Linked DNA regions of Hordeum vulgare: region 1 is linked to region 2. The links are chromatin contacts, called in public Hi-C maps. All regions are on one chromosome and are shown on one strand. Each heading gives the region's core, a stretch centred on a gene start, on an enhancer-like site or on the middle of the called end of the contact. The rest is flanking DNA. Distances are from core to core; before and after follow the strand shown. Region 1 holds the start of LOC123410009 (protein SEEDLING PLASTID DEVELOPMENT 1). Region 2 has its middle 18 kb from the start of LOC123409907.

What was found. A called contact is a pair of places that touch in the nucleus more often than the background predicts.
Region 1: a Hi-C map of seedling shows a contact between it and region 2, with 2.6 times the contacts expected there. The contact joins the promoter of LOC123410009 here to the enhancer-like site in region 2. A contact is called at or near these places in 2 of 6 Hi-C or Micro-C datasets (leaf and seedling).

The regions. Positions count from the first base shown.
Region 1 is chr1H:38,597,260-38,602,179 of MorexV3_pseudomolecules_assembly, reverse strand. It overlaps LOC123410009 (protein SEEDLING PLASTID DEVELOPMENT 1), which reads right to left and starts at 3,094. Exons shown (of 9, transcript XM_045102917.1): 1 at 2,394-3,094; 2 at 1,926-2,140; 3 at 1,590-1,740; 4 at 1,279-1,470; 5 at 588-750; 6 at 167-465. The coding sequence starts at 2,843.
Region 2 is chr1H:38,498,747-38,504,308 of MorexV3_pseudomolecules_assembly, reverse strand. No RefSeq gene overlaps it. Among protein-coding and RNA genes, the nearest start is that of LOC123409907, 18 kb to the right of the region's middle. Within about 2 kb of position 1,843, at least 3 of the 3 cell types and tissues checked have open chromatin away from gene starts, as enhancers often do. A contact at or near this core is called in leaf and seedling, where this site is marked.

The DNA of each region.
Region 1 (4,920 bases), core at 1,845-4,344, 97 kb before region 2:
TAATTTGCAGAAAATGAAGTATACAACTCAGAAAAGAACGTAGCCAGTATCAAAGGCCATGGGAGAAATGTTCATCCAGGTACTAAGGCACACAGCATCAATGTATATAATATTATAATTGCACAAATTTATAATCTAGAGAAACATCATTTGTATCTCCACTTACCTGGTAAGTGTAAACACGTACTGGAGGCCTTCCAGCCACATATGTTTTGCCTTTTGTTTTCTTTGCATAACCAAAATCACCATTGACATTATCGCCTGATGGGATGCTGTTGTTTGTTTGCCTGGAGGAACCAAAATCATCGGCGAATTTATCTTCTGGTGTGACCGCCCTGGTGACCAGATCTTCCTGATACGCAGGTAAGTGTTCTGATTCAGACACTCTTTCAGATATCACCAAAGATCCTCCTGACTCGGCGGCCTTGCTATTCATCATGCGAGCTTCAAACTTAGGAGGCTTCCCTGTACCAAAGAGATGGAAACTTAATTCAGAAACCAGAAGATATCTACAGATCCTTCTAATGAGTAATGAGTATGTGCTAGGAGTTGACTGTGAAGATCTTTACTGTGAACTAGTCAGTTACCTGCAAGAATAGCATCAACTGTAGATTCTAACTTGTAGTGCACTCGACATTCAGTCTTAGATACCATCTCAACAGCACATGAAAATGTTGGGGGCCCTTTTCTCTCAAGAATTGTTTTTTGAACTTTCCGCTTCTTTGCCTCTTCATCTCCAAGAGTCACACTCTGTATAACGAACTTACATTGTTATTTCACTAATAAGTAGTTCTTTTTTTCTTGATGCATACTCAAATGTGTGTCATACTAATAAACTATTCTAGTCATTCTTGGTGTTGAAATATTATTAAAATAATCTACAGCCCCAAATTTTATTTGAACTCAATATTGGATGGTTATCTGAAAACAAATATTACTATCCTTTCGAATGTAAAATACACCACCAAGGCATGGAACCTCGCGGGGTATTTAGGAAGACAATGAGATACACCGGTTTGACCCCCACATAATAAATCAACAACGCTTGATCCGCCCGAGAAGGATCAAACTCAGGTCGACACAGAGACACCACTGTGCTTGGAAAACCCAGTTCTCATGTCTTTTGGAATCTAAAAACAACATTAGGATAACTATAACAAGCTTCCGGATCGACTGGTTGACTATTGCGCCTTAATCTGATGTTCAGGAAGATGCTAAGCTTCAAGAACATAAGAGAAACTGTTGGAGGACAGCTAGCAGAAAAGAAAATAAGTTCACCTCAATCCCACCAACAAGCATTTGCAAGCAAGGGTTCTTAATTATGCTGTCAATTGTCACCCCATGAGCAGTTCCAACAAGTTGAACGCCTCTTTGAGCAATGGTGCTGGCTGCCATTGCTTCAAGTTCTGTACCAATCTCATCGATCACAATAACTTCCGGCATGTGATTTTCAACAGCCTCAATCATCACCTACACAAACAATGTTTCATATGTATCATCAAGCATCCAACAGTAAGGTATTAAACAAAGACACTCTAGAAGATTCTGCAACTATATATGAACCATATGAAAGAATAATGAGAACCTACGTTATGCTGCATCGTAACTTTAGGAACTTGCATTCTCCTAGAGCGCCCAATGCCGGAGTGAGGTACATCCCCATCACCTCCTATTTCATTAGATGTGTCCACTATGATCACACGTTTGTTACCCTCATCTGCCAGGATTCTAGCTATTTCCCTGTATTATTGAAAGCATTTGAAATTGTTAGCATCAGATTGCAACACGCACCGATTTATATATCTTTGGTCTTCTCAGCCATGTTACTGAGTTAATATTCACGTAACATGCATTAGCATTACATGATGACAAACACCGCTGATCAAAGAACTGAAGTTCCACTTTTACGTTTGTAGGTGATGTACCTGATCAGAGTGGTCTTCCCTACTCCAGGGGGTCCAATCACCAATATGGAGCCGCCTCCCACCACCAGATCACGGATCATCTCCGCGCTGCCCGATATAGCCCGTCCGACACGGCAAGTGAGGCCAATTATGTGAGCCTTGCGGTTCCGGATGGCGCTGATCCGGTGCAACGAGTGGTTGATCCCGGATCGGTTGTCCTCGGAGAAATTGCCCACCTGCAAAGAGAGGAACCGATCTTCCAAGTGAGCAAAACTAGCATCTCCAGCTCCACAGAAGCAACTTTCATACTACAGTAGTATTGGGGATCTCCCAGATGAGGAAAGCAAGCATCTCCACAGAAGCAACTTTCACACTACAGTAAAAGTATTGTTACTGCAACAGAGCCAAGCCAATTTTGGGGGATCGCAGTCGCGGGCATCACGGTGGTACTGGTAATCAAAGAAAGAAAGGTTGACGACATGACGGCACCTTGGAGACGGCCTGGCGGAGGTCGTCGGCGGTGACGGGCTGGTCGGAGATGACCCAGTCCCCGGAGGGGAACCGCGCGAGCGGGCGGCGGCCGAGGTCCATGACGACCTCCACCAGGTCCCAGACCTCCGGGTGCAGCGCGAGCTCCCGCCGCATCCTCGCCGGCACCACCTCGAGGAACGCCTCCATCTCACCCCTGGCCCCGGCCCGCGCCTCGGGCGCCGGGGTGGCGACTGCCGGGGACACGGACGGCGAGGCGGGGCCCGAGGGCGCCGCGCCGCGCCACGGCACGCACCGGTCGCCGGACGGCCGGCGCACGGGCGGCTGCTGCTGCGGGACCGCCCGCCGCGGCGGCCCACCGCGCCGCGCCGCGCGCGCGCACCCCGCCGAGGAGGATGCGCGGCACGCCGGGCGGAGCCGGATCGGGGTGGGGTTCAGCACCTTGAGCATCGTGCCGGTCGGTCGCGTCGCGGTCGCCGGGTGATTGGCGGGAGCAAGGGTGGAATGGCGCGCGCGTATATGTAGGAAGGGGCGGGGCGTTTGGTCGAACAGGTGGCGGGCGGGGAGCTCGGCGGGGGTGGAGGTGGGAGCAGAGGAGGAGGGGAATCGGAGGCGGAGGAAGGAAGATTCCGGGGAATACTGCGGCTGGAGGTGGAGTGGTCAGGCGTGGAGCAGGAAGAGTGTTGGAAAAGGCGGGGGCCTCTTCTTGGCCGTTAACCTTCCTCCCGCCTTGCGAGATGGAGCGATAGACCACGCCCATGGACCGCTGTGGTCGCTCAGTCGTGCGGCATATGCTAGTACTCTGCAAACACCGGATATCCACCTTGTTAGAGGATCAAGAATGCAAAAAAAATTTGGTTTCAAAAAAAGAATGCAAATTTGAAGGTGTAAAAACAGGAGAGGTATAATTTACATCTTAAAAATAAATGCTTTTTACAAATCTGAAAAAAAAGGCAACTTCAACAGATGATGCAAGATGCAGATGTAAAGGTGCAACTTCAGTAGGTGATGCAAAATAGAGATGTAAAACCGGTGACCAGCCGACACGGCTAATGTACAGCCGCATTTCAACATTTAGATACCAATTTGCATCAAATTTCTACCGACACAAGTTCATCATCGTTCATAGTTAAAATAATATTTCACCGTGAGGTGTTTTAGAAGAATTGATCCTCATGTCCTGTTCAAATGAGAATGGATCCCATCTACCGAAAAGTCGGGGGGGGGGGGGGGGGGTATCCTTTACGGTGTGAGACAAAACACCTTATAAATTATTTCATGTACCAAGGGTAAGTACATCTTGCAGCTGGGTGGGCGGGACATTAAAAAAATTGGGGCTTGCTGGTTGTTTATGGGTCTGCCCAAAGAGGAGTTCCTCGTGGAACTTGCTGCAATGTGTAGCAACATGACCATGACATATATTGTGGACGGGGACTTAAATATTCTTAGGCATTGTGGTGAGAAGAACAAGAATATGGTTAGTAGTAAGTCTAATGACCTTTTTAATTCCATCATCAATACCCTAGCTCTCATAGAGATTCATATAAGTGGGGGGAATACATCTGGAATAACAATTAGGCCCACCCTACTTTGGAAAAGATGGACCACATTCTCATGTATGAGAGTTGGGAAGACTTGTTCCCTCTAGTCTCTCTCAGGAAATTGGTGCGTGAGCTTTCTAACCTTAACCCTCTACTGCATGCTATCCTCGGGTGAACATGGGCATGAAGCTCCTAAACCTAGTGAGTTTCGTTTCGATCTTACTTGGGTTAAAGATGAAAAATTCCTACCCATTGTTGAGAAAATCTGATCCGGAAAAGTCAACTCCCTAGACCCCATTGATACCGTGAATATCAAGTTGAAGAGGTTTAAGACCTATTTCAAAAGGTGGGGATCAAAAAAATTTAGGCATGATAAGAAAAAGAAGGAGGATCTTAGAGTGGAATTAGCTATGTTGGAAGAGTCAGAGGAAGAGGGTCCTTTGACCCCTGATCTATACAATAGGAAAATTAATATTAACTTTGAAATACATGAGCTGCCAGTAAACGAGGAGATGTTCTGGTTACAACAATCTTATGAACGATGGTTGTTCAACGGTGACTTGAGCACTGATTACTATCATAAGATAGCTAATGGGCGCAAAAGGAAGAATACAATTAATTCCCTGAAATCTAGGGATGTTGAAATAGAAGGTATTGATAACCTGATTGAGCATGCAAGATAATATTATAAGACCTTATATGGTCTTGCACCTCGAAACATTTTCCATCTAGATCCTAATACATGGTCATATGATACAAAATTTAAATTCTAAAGATAATAATGACCTTTTTCGTGAGTTCACGAAAATAGAAGTGAATGAATCCTTTTTGCTATGGCTTCTAATAGTGCACCAGAGAACAACATTCCGGTGGAAGTTTATCAGTCATGTTGGGACATAGTAAAAGATGATATTATGTCCCTTTTTACCCATTTTCATAAAGGGGTTTTGGATGTGCGGCATATTAACTATGATGTTATTATGCTC
Region 2 (5,562 bases), core at 594-3,093:
TAGATCATCACCAACCTCCGGAGCGTCGTCACGCTGCCGGAGAACTCATCTACCTCTCCGTCTCTCTTGCTGGATCAAGAAGGCCGAGATCATCGTCGCGTTGTACGTGTGCTGAACGCAGAGGTGTCGTCCGTTCGGCGCTAGATCGGATCATGGGACGAAGATTACGACTACGGTGATTTGAATCACGCAAGCTGTTCCACTACATCGTCCGTGTTTCTTAACGCTTACCGTTGTGCGATCTACAAGGGTACGTAGATCGGAAATCTCCTCTCATAGATGAACATCACCATGATACGTATTGCGTGTGCGTAGGAAATTTTTTGTTTCCCATGCAACGTTCCCAACACACTTATCTTAAAGTATTAGGGTCTTAACCCAGTTTATTATATTTTCTAGCCTAGAGAAGTTATATATACTCATGTAAAGGACATCTTTTAAAATTAAGCAAGATCAATCTATTTTGATCGGCTCCTAGAAGGAGCGAGTGCCCTAACCCTAGCAGCCGAACCTTCTCCCTCTCTCGACCACGGCGCCCCAGCGTCGTCGCCCGCTTCCTCCACCTCATCAGTCCTCCCCACACCCATATCACCTGAGAGATCGACCTGGTAGGCATCGAGTTCCTACCACCTAGGATTTCACATGAGGGTGAGGAAGGAGAACATTTTGTGGTAATAAAGGGTAAGATTGACACGGACTTGGCGGCAATTCACACACATGTTTTCACTTGATGGTGCTTTATATATTGGCTAGGTAAATTTTAGTTGTCGGGTTTTTATCTCATTTTTCCTAGTTAATCAAACTTTGTAAGATGATCTCGATCTTTCGGGGTTTTGTGATCTATATAAATGCTTACAAATTTAAATTGAAAATTTATGTAATGAAAATGTAAATCCTTTTGTGTTTTATATAAATACCATCGTTGGGGATATCGCTTATCGAAAACTTATCGATCGACTCGGGATAAGGGGTAAATTGCCTTGTTTATCGACGTATCGGCCGATTTATCGGCATATCGGCCAATATATCTTATCGGTCAGACACTACTAAGCGATAAATCGATCGATTTATCGGCATATTGGGGGATATCTTGAAAAGTTTAAATACTTAAACTTTTTGCTCCTACAATGTTTCCGGATTTCAAGGTTTATATAAATCGAAAAGGATGGTTTTTCATCTTGTTCTTCCTAGTAAAATGAAGAGAAGTTCTTCTCAATTTAGGTTTGTGGCTTGAAGGATCATATTTTTCCTATCAATTTATATGCATTTTATCGGAGAACTATATTAGTTAAGTAATAATGTCACTGTTACTGTTAAAAAGGAACGGTGTTATTACATCCATGCTCTGTTATCTTCTGTATTTTTTGACCACGTATTTCAAAAAATACGTCATGCTTGAGTCTTGCTTCACCGGGAGTTTAAATCTTCTTGGCCGCATACATCATCATGATGCAGAGGCAGGATGAGATCCTCCTTTAAAAAAAGGAGTTTAAGTCTTCTATGCCCCTACCCTGCAAAATGAAATGGAGATGCATCTTACTCACACGGCCCTCATGCAGAGTTACTTACTGTTAGGAAAGGAACATGAAGTTATTCTCATGAATTTCCATGGCCAAGGCGCAGCGATCCGGCTCGACTCGTAGAAAACCGAGCACATTATTCCCGTGAGATCCTTATTCTCAACACTGCTCCAATATCACAGGTTCAAAGAAGAAAAGAGAATAAAATTGCTAGAAGCACGGTCCATGGGCCAAGTCCAGAGGAGCAAGAGGTACGCACAGCGCAGAGTGAAGATGCTCGGCAATCGTGTTCTGTGGAGGAGAAAGGAGGGGGTAGCTTTTGGGGATTGGTCTCTCTGGGACTCTGCCCACCCATCACTCTCGCCTCCGGCCTCTTCTTCTCCCCCCTCTCTTCTTCTTGTTTGGTCCGGTTCAAGGTTCCGTTTTTCCGAGCGCACTGTTCCGACGCGCCACCTGTCCCTCTCTTTCCAAGTGGGAAGCCGAGGCCCCCCGCTGCCACAAACTCGTATCGTTCCAAGAAGTCCCAACAACGTTTCAAAGAGGAACTGTTAGAGTGCTATTCCTGGAGCTGGAACTGAAGCGAAATTGGACGGATTACCGGCCATCTCAGGCGCGCAACGTCTGCAAGCAATAACAAAAACCAGATAATTCTCGTGCAGAGCTGACTGAGCTCACGTAATGCCATATTCAGTTAGTTGGAATAGCATGCCCAGCACTGAAGAAGCAAACAGGCAAACCGCACTTTTGTAAAATACAAGTGATTGCCAGGTAAACCCTGCGCTGTTTTAGGCTAGTTGTAAGTTTAGTAGAATAAACTCACGATCTGTGAGCCTGTTCACCGGCGTGGGGCGCAAGTCTTTGCTTTCCTAGAGTTTAGGATCACCACCGAACCCCGTCGTGGGATGGCGCGGCAGCAGGGGTCCGTGACGCGTTTGTAGGATCACGGGAGAGGGACGTTGGGATGGCAACGGCCATGACTCGATCGTGATCCGAGTCTGTAGCTGGTGCTCAGGGTTGTTAGTGCCTCCTGTAACCAGAGTATAAATAAAGCAAGAGAAAAACGAGATAAGCAGCAAGTTTTACGCTGCACAAACCTCTCTCTCAAGCTTGTTCTAGCGCACTGAGTGAGTTCACGCGACGATCAGGAGAGTGGCTGACAATTGGTATCAGAGCCTTACACGTTCCGGGAGGCCATGTCGAACGAACGGCAGCGCACGGCGTCGATCCCTCCCAACGGAGGGGAAGGGAATGTTGGGGAACGTCGCATGGGAAACAAAAAATTTCCTACGCGCACGAAAACCTATCATGGTGATGTTCATCTACGAGAGGGGATGAGTGATCTACGTACCCTTGTAGATCGTACAGCAGAAGCGTTAGTGAACGCGGTTGATGTAGTGGAACGTCCTCACGTCCCTCGATCCGCCCCGCGAACAATCCCGCGATCAGTCCCACGATCTAGTACCGAACGGACGGCACCTCCGCGTTCAGCACACGTACAGCTCGACGATGATCTCGGCCTTCTTGATCCAGCAAGAGAGACGGAGAGGTAGAAGAGTTCTCCGGCAGCGTGACGGCGCTCCGGAGGTTGGTGATGACCTTGTCTCAGCAGGGCTCCGCCCGAGCTCCGCAGAAACGCGATCTGGAGGAAAAACCGTGGAGGTATGTGGTCGGGCTGCCGTGGAAAAGTCATCTCAAATCAGCCCTAAAACCTCCGTATATATAGGTGGGAGGGAGGGGACCTTGCCTTGGGGCTCAAGGAGCCCCAAGGGGGTCGGCCGAGTCCAAGGGGGAAGGCTCCCCCCCCCAAACCGAGTTGGACTTGGTTTGGTGGGTGGGAGTCCTTCCTTCCCTTCCCACCTCCTCCTTTTCTTTTCTCTTTGATTTTCTTTCCTAGGCGCATAGGGCCCTTTTGGGCTGTCCCACCAGCCCACTAAGGGCTGGTGTGCCACCCTCAAGGCCTATGGGCTTCCCCGGGGTGGGTTGCCCCCCCCCCCCCGGTGAACTCCCGGAACCCATTCGTCATTCCCGGTACATTCCCGGTAACTCCGAAAACCTTCCGGTAATCAAATGAGGTCATCCTATATATCAATCTTCGTTTCCGGACCATTCCGGAAACCCTCGTGACGTCCGTGATCTCATCCGGGACTCCAAACAACATTCGGTAACCAACCATATAACTCAAATACGCATAAAACAACGTCGAACCTTAAGTGTTCAGACCCTGCGGGTTCGAGAACTATGTAGACATGACCCGAGAGACTCCTCGGTCAATATCCAATAGCGGGACCTGGATGCCCATATTGGATCCTACATATTCTACGAAGATCTTATCGTTTGAACCTCAGTGCCAAGGATTCATATAATCCCGTATGTCATTCCCTTTGTCCTTCGGTATGTTACTTGCCCGAGATTCGATCGTCAGTATCCGCATACCTATTTCAATCTCGTTCACCGGCAAGTCTCTTTACTCGTTCTGTAATACAAGATCCCGCAACTTTCACTAAGTCACATTGCTTCCAAGGCTTGTGTGTGATGTTGTATTACCGAGTGGGCCCCGAGATACCTCTCCGTCACACGGAGTGACAAATCCCAGTCTTGATCCATACTAACTCAACTAACACCTTCGGAGATACCTGTAGAGCATCTTTATAGTCACCCAGTTACGTTGCGACGTTTGATACACACAAAGCATTCCTCCGGTGTCAGTGAGTTATATGATCTCATGGTCATAGGAATAAATACTTGACACGCAGAAAACAGTAGCAACAAAATGACACGATCAACATGCTACGTCTATTAGTTTGGGTCTAGTCCATCACGTGATTCTCCTAATGACGTGATCCAGTTATCAAGCAACAACACTTTGTTCATAATCAGAAGACACTGACTATCTTTGATCAACTGGCTAGCCAACTAGAGGCTTCCTAGGGACGGTGTTTTGTCTATGTATCCACACATGTAAATGAGTCTTCATTCAATACAATTATAGCATGGATAATAAACGATTATCTTGATACAGGAATTATAATAATAACTATATTTATTATTGCCTCTATGGCATAATTCCAATAGTCTCCCACTTGCACTAGAGTCAATAATCTAGCCCTCACATCATCATGTGAATTACATTGTAATAAATCTAACACCCATACAGTTCTGGTGTTGATCATGCTTTGGTCGTGGAAGAGGTTTAGTCAGCGGGTCTGCTACATTCAGATCCGTGTGCACTTTGCATATATTTACGTCATCTCCCTCGACGTAGTCGCGGATGAGGTTGAAGCGTCGTTTGATGTGTCTGGTCTTCTTGTGAAACCGTGGTTCCTTTGCTAAGGCAATGGCACCCGTGTTGTCACAGAACAAGGTTATTGGATTCAGTGCGCTTGGCACCACTCCAAGATCCGTCATGAACTGCTTCATCCAGACACCCTCCTTAGCCGCCTCCGAGGCAGCCATGTACTCCGCTTCACATGTAGAATCTGCTACGACGCTTTGCTTGGAACTGCACCAGCTTATCGCACCCCCATTAAGAATAAATACGTATCCGGTTTGCGACTTAGAGTCGTCCGGATCTGTTTCAAAGCTTGCATCGACGTAACCTTTTACGGCGAGCTCTTCGTCACCTCCATACACGAGAAACATCTCCTTAGTCCTTTTCAGGTACTTTAGGATATTCTTGACCGCTGTCCAGTGATCCACTCCTGGATTACTCTGGAACCTACCTGCCATACTTATGGCCACGCTAACATCCGGTCTAGTGCACAGCATTGCATACATGATAGAACCTATGGCTGAAGCATAGGGGACGGAGCGCATATGCTCTCTATCTTCATCAGTTGCTGGGCACTGAGTCTTACTCAATCTCGTACCTTGTAAAACTGGCAAGAACCCTTTCTTGGACTGTTCCATTTTGAACCTCTTCAAAACTTTATCAAGGTATGTGCTTTGTGAAAGTCCTATCAGGCGTTTTGATCTATCCCTATAGATATTAATGGCTAGAATGTAAGCAGCTTCTCCTAGGTCCTTCATAGAGAAACTCTTATTC